Linked DNA regions of Mus musculus: region 1 is linked to region 2. The links are chromatin contacts, called in public promoter capture Hi-C maps. All regions are on one chromosome and are shown on one strand. The core of a region is the stretch at or near the end of the contact, and the rest is flanking DNA. Distances in the headings are between cores, read along the strand shown. Region 1 overlaps Ap1s3 (adaptor-related protein complex AP-1, sigma 3). Region 2 holds the start of Mogat1 (monoacylglycerol O-acyltransferase 1).

Evidence for each region. Promoter capture Hi-C pulls out the DNA fragments that hold promoters and counts their contacts.
Region 1: a contact with region 2 is called in a promoter capture Hi-C map of second pharyngeal arch cranial neural crest, with 5 times the contacts expected there. The contact joins the enhancer-like site here to the promoter of Mogat1 in region 2. A contact is called at or near these places in 17 of 39 promoter capture datasets (the 3T3-L1 cell line, 3T3-L1-derived adipocytes, the C10 cell line and 10 more), 12 of 484 Hi-C or Micro-C datasets (the C2C12 cell line, cerebral cortex, embryonic fibroblasts and 7 more), 1 of 115 datasets of contacts at active chromatin or transcription factors (embryonic stem cells) and 3 of 9 other capture datasets (adipose tissue, liver and macrophages).

Annotation. Positions count from the first base shown.
Region 1 is chr1:79,656,246-79,659,048 of GRCm38.p6, reverse strand. All of the region lies in intron 1 of Ap1s3 (adaptor-related protein complex AP-1, sigma 3), which reads left to right. Among named protein-coding and RNA genes, the nearest start is that of Ap1s3, 14 kb to the left of the region's middle. Within about 2 kb of position 1,513, at least 10 of the 459 cell types and tissues checked have an H3K27ac peak or open chromatin away from gene starts, as enhancers often do. A contact at or near this core is called in second pharyngeal arch cranial neural crest, where this site is marked.
Region 2 is chr1:78,509,580-78,512,831 of GRCm38.p6, reverse strand. It overlaps Mogat1 (monoacylglycerol O-acyltransferase 1), which reads right to left and starts at 1,772. Exons shown (of 7, transcript NM_026713.3): 1 at 1,744-1,772; 2 at 777-964. The coding sequence starts at 870.

The DNA of each region.
Region 1 (2,803 bases), core at 264-2,763, 1.1 Mb before region 2:
GGGCCTGCAAGGAGGTTGGCGTGTCTGCATATGGGGTTGAGTTTGTTTTTTCCCTGAAAACAAACAGTATTTCCATATTCCATACACAATGATGTCCAGTCTAGATCCTGAGAAAAAGTACAGCCATTTGGATGTGAACGAAAGCAAGATTTCAGAAGATCTCTCTAATATATACTTTAAAAGAAATGTGAGAGTTCTCATTTTATAGGTGTGGGATCTAAGCAATGAGACGATCCTGACTGGGTCAAGTCCTCCCCTACAGCTCCACAACTTTTGATGGTAGAAATTATATGGGGTTATACATAGATGCATAGCTGTTGCTGAATTGAGGCTCCAAAGGTGTGATGTTTGCTTTGCGTTTTACTAGGTACACTGGACGACCACACCTGTAACTCAGAGGTTGAGTTTGAACTTAATTTTTGCTGCAACCAATGTGGGAGAAAATTCAGGCAATAACTATGTACTACATGGCTACTTGTCAGTCAGTCCAGGCCTATTGGATTCCAAATGAACATAATAGTAAAATAAAGTAAGATGTTGTGGAGCATCATGGGCTCAATATGAAAACTTCAATCCTTTCACCCTGTATAAACATTTGCAAAAGATATTTATGATATCATTTGCAAGATGTCTCTTTAGGTCTGGGATCAAAAAAACCTTTTTAAACCATGAAATAATGGGGTAGTCTGATCTATTTGTAAATTGATATCACAAGTGCTTTCTGAATCATGAGAGCAAAATTATGGCACAGCTAGATTAGCAGACATCACACAAATAAAGCTTACACACTGGTACAACCACTTCTACCATAGGCTCCACATCAAAACTTGGGTCTTTTAAAGATCATACTAAATCTAACTAAAGTTACTTTAAGATTTAAAAATCCCCCAATATTTAAATTCCATTTTTCCTGAACATATTTACTTTATTTATTTACTTATTTAGTTGTTTATTTATTTATTCTGTGTGTGTGTGTGTATGTATGTATTCATGTCCTCTGGCTTGGTAGAACATGTTTTTACCCAATGAACCATTTTTCCAGCTTCTGAGTTACTTGTGAAAAAAAATTATTTATATGTATATAATAAATAATGAAATATAACTTGTGAAAATACTTGTAATTTATTAATAAGAATCGAGAGACCATAACAGACTGATTCTGTAGTAATTGCTGTGCTTGTAGCAAACGTTTGTAACACAAGTGCTCCCATAATACACTTGACAACTTAAGATTTATGTCCTGTTCTCGAGTCTTGGATATAGAAACAAAAAATTTAGGACTTTGAGCAAAAGTAACCCAACTAGGCAGAGAGAGAACTCAAAATTCTTTTTTTGTTGTTGTTAACTATGGAAAACTGGTATATTTTTTAACACCCTTGAAAGACTGATAATTAAATGCCAGCTTTGCTGCCAACTGCTAAAATTATTTTTTGTGTGCCAATGACTTTATGGTGTATTCTGTGACTATACATTGCTAAAATTAGGTTAGATTGCTGAATTTTAAAGTAGCTATTTGGAGTGTTTGGCAAGGGAGAGAAGTGAGAAATACTGTCTATGGAGTGATGGACAGAATAATCATTTCCAGCAAAAGGGGCCTAACAACATCTGTAGCATGCTCCCAGAAAATACTTCATGAAATATGAGTATTTAACAGGTCTGATTAAAACACATACGTCATGTGGTAAGGGCAGAACAGGACCCTGGAAGGAATCAAATGTGTGAGGCCTGCTGCACTATCAAGTAATTTGTCCTGAGAATGCCTGAATGAAATTAAAACCATATGAAGATACTTCCCCATGATGACCCAACACGTGACCAGTATAATGCTGGGTACTTTTCTTATATGTTATATTGTTAGATCCATGTGTTGTACTGAGAACAAAAACATCAGCGTTTAAGATTTTTCTGGAAGGGCTAGCTATTGAGCCATGATGAAAGCTTATGCAGATGAACTTTTGAAGACCTTCCCCATGGTGTACCTCTGTACTCCAGCACCATGCCTACAAGCTGCCATGCGCCCTGCCAGTCAAATGCATTCTTTTTTTTTTGTTGTTGTTGTTGGATTTTCGAGACAGGGTTTCTCTGTGTAGCCCTGGCTGTCCTGGAACTCACTTTGTAGACCAGGCTGGCCTCGAACTCAGAAATCCACCTGCCTCTGCCTCCCAAGTGCTGGGATTAAAGGCGTGCGCCACCACGCCCGGCTCAAATGCATTCTTTTATAAGAGTTGCTTAGGTTGTGTGTGTGTGTGAGAGAGAGACAACTACTCAAAGGCTTGTGTTGGTAATCTGCAGGCCCTTTCACACCACAGATGTGGAGACTACACTAGTCTGTTGACAAGTGTGAGTACTAGGGTGGTGGAAAGTCCTCAGGTCGAAGTTGGCTGTGTGGTGCTGTACCACTTTCTGCCACTTCCTGGGTCAGTCTTGACATGGGATTGTGCCTACCACCACCTGTCCATACCTATTGACTGTTTCTTGCTATTGGTTGCAACAGCTGTGAATACAAATGACTCTTTAAGCAGTCTTGGCATGTTCATGGCCTGGAACCTGGTTTTACTAAAAAAAAAAACAAAAAACAAAAAACAAAAACTCCATTCTCTTGACTTATTTTTGAAAAATGTGCATAGTTTTTGTTGGTCTTCAGAGGTGCACAGGGTTGGATGGAGCACACATTCACTGTCCTAGAGGCTCTACATCAAGCGTGTTCCATCGAATTCCTTGCATTCTTCATTCAACCAATAGCCCAAGGGTGATAGGGTCCATTCTGATAGTATTATGTTGCTTGGAGTGCAGTGTATTGTGT
Region 2 (3,252 bases), core at 523-3,022:
TTGAGGGATCCAGAAATGAATTGGCAGCCATTGAGAGACTAAAATGAAACTTTGTATAGCACCCACTTTCTAGATGGGACCATCACTACATTTGGGAGACCATAGTTGCCCCCAATTTACCCAGCTGTATATTGAAAAGCTGTATATTGTCTTCCATTGTAAGTAAGACAAACCTCGCTTTAGAAACAAAATAGTACGGGCCAGTCATAGTTGCACATGTCTTTAATCCCAACACTTGCCTTGCAAAGGCAGGCAGATCTATGAGTTCTAGGCCAGCATAAAGAGTTCTACAGAGCAAGTTCTTCTGGGACAGCCAGGGCTACATAGAGGAAATATGAGAGAGAGGGGGGGGAGGGGGAAGAGGGGGAGAGAGGGAGAGAGAGAGAGAGAGAGAGAGAGAGAGAAAGGGGGAGGGGGAAAGGGGGAAGAGGGGGAGAGAGGGAGAGAGAGAGAGAGAGAGGGAGAGAAAGGGGGAGGGGGAAAGGGGGAAAAGGGGGAGAGAGGGAGAGAGAAAGGGGGAGGGGGAAAGGGGGAAGAGGGGGAGAGAGGGAGAGAGGGAGAGAGGGAGAGAGGGAGAGAGGGAGAGAGGGAGAGAGGGAGAGAGGGAGAGAGGGAGAGAGGGAGAGAGGGAGAGAGGGAGAGAGGGAGAGGAATCCAAAGCAGGGAGTCCCACAGTAGGTGAACACTGTCTGACCAGGCAGACCCAGGAACCAGAGGCTGTGCGCAGTAGGGTAGGGACTGTGTCTGGTGAGTGTTTGGCACGGCGGAGCTCTTACCGAGCAGGAGGAAGGACAGGACCCACTGCAGCACCGCAGCGGTCTGTAGGCACCGTGCCAGCGGGGTGTTGAGTGGCGCGAACTCGACCATCATGGTTCTACCCGGAGGACTCCTTTCGCAGGATTTGTGGTACTGCTACCGACTGGGAGGCCGAGGCTCCAGCTGGCCGGAAAGGAACCAATTCGCCCTGGGGCAGGAGGTGAGGGAGGGTGCGCGGCGTTGAGGCGGGGTGCTGGGGATCACTAATCACAGCTTGAGGCAGAACCCTGGTCACTCGTGGGAGAGGTCAGCCTGCCTGCCCAATCGCTAGGGCCTGGGCCTCCACCCGTATTTGACCATTGTTCATCTGATAGACCGCCTAGCACTCAGCTCCAGCATCCACCCATAAACCCACCTCATCCTCTGAAGCCAAGAATTGGGGAGTGGGTAGTTTGGTTAGTTCTTTGAGGTCCAGCACTAGCTGGAGGAAAGTGTGGGACTTGCGTTTATTAGTGTGGGTCTCCACACTACCCCCCCCCCCAAGGTGTGTGCGTATGCGAGTGCACGCACGGGTCTCTCTTTTTGTGTTTTCTTTTGTGTCCTAAAATTCCTACACAAATCCTGGATGATTTCCTTTCATTCATTCTCTTAACCCATATATACTGAAAGCCCACCAAATCTCCATTATCTTGTGAGAAAATGACCTTTTTGGGGGGGGGGCAGGAAAAAATCTAAGCAAACTAACCATACAACTGAATAGTATACAATTACAAGACCCTATTATAAACGCTAGAGTGAAAGAGTTAGAATCCGGTGGGACAACTTCTTGTGCCTGTTTCTTTCTCAGCGTTTACCTGCATAGTTTTCTTAAATGTGTGCACAGCAGCATGTGGAGAGACCAGAAGTGAACCTCAGATATGTTTCTCAATACTATCTTAGCCCTCGACTTTGGTTTTTGAGATAGAGTCAACGGAGCTTGGGACTCACCCAATTAGGCTGCTCTGGCAAAAGCTCCCAAAAGCTCTGGGCGTGCTCTGGTATTACCTCACCAGCCTGACTTTTTACCTGAATTCTGGACATCAGATTCAGATTTTTCACGCTTGCAAGCATTTTAACAGTTGAGCTGTCTTTCCAGCCCTTGAGTTTTAAATGATTGCTTTAATTAACTGAAGAGGTCTACAGGCAAAGGGAAATGTGTGTGCAAAGGTCTTCCTAAGAAAAGGGGAAGGGCACCATTTGTAACTTCTTGGCAAAACTGTTTTTGTTTGTTTGTTTGTTTTAGTTTTGTTTTTCTGGTCGAAGAGGTACTTTCTTCTTTCTTAGAGTTCTTTCTGAGCCACCCTCCATGCTAGGTGGGAGATTCTGTGATTGAATATTATGTCACACACTGTGACAGTCTCTTGCCAGGTATGCCCTGACTCCATAGCAACACTTCGAAGTATTCATGCCAATTTGGAGCTAGGGAAATTGGGACTCAAAGTAGAGGCCAGCCTGGGCTACCAGACCCTGTCTCAACAATTAAAACAACCTACACACACACACACACACACACACAGATAGAGAGACAGAGACAGACAGAGAGGAGAGAGAGAGGAGAGGAGAGGAGAGGAGAGGAGAGGAGAGGAGAGGAGAGGAGAGGAGAGGAGAGGAGAGGAGAGGAGAGGCCAGGCGAGGAGAGGCCAGGCGAGGCCAGGTGAGGCCAGGCGAGGTGAGGGGACGGGAGGGGAGCGGAGAGGGGAGGGGAGCGGAGAGAGAGAGGGGAGGAGGAGAGGAGAGGAGAGGGGAGGGGAAGGGAGGGGAGGGGAGGGGAGAGAGAGAGGAGGAGGGGAGGGGAGAGAGAGAGGAGGAGGGGAGGGGAGAGAGAGAGGAGGAGGAGAGGAAAGGAGAGGAGAGGAGAGGAGAGGAGAGGAGAGGAGAGGAGAGGAGAGGAGAGGAGAGGAGAGGAGAGGAGAGGAGAGGAGAAAAGAGGCGAGAAGAGGAGAGAAGGAGAAGAGCTGTAATTGTAGGTAAGTGCTGAAGACTCTGTCTTGTCCTTTCCTGGAAGCTAGGCAGAACAGAGATGAAATGAAATTCAGATGAAAGATACAAATGGTAGGATATGCAGAACACCTAAAACCCTTGGTCCTAACCACTTAGAATGTTATTGATGATGCATTTGTCACCTCACAGAAAGCAGCTAGTAAAGAACAATTGAATCTTTTGTTGGAGGTGGAGGACTGGCTTGAGAGAGGGACTCCTGTTGCTCAGGTGAGCTGCATTCCATATGTTAATGAACTTGATCTCGTGACCCACCTCCCTAAGGGGCTTACAGGCAGGCAACATCAGGATCAGCAAGAACCATCGTGTTTTAAAAGACTTATTTACTTTTATATGTGTAGGGTTTTTTTCTATTTTGATTTTATGTGTATGGGTGATCTGTCTGTCTGTCTGTGTACTACATGTATGTCTGGGTGCCCACAGAGGCCAGAAGAGGTATTGGATCCCTGGAACTTGAGT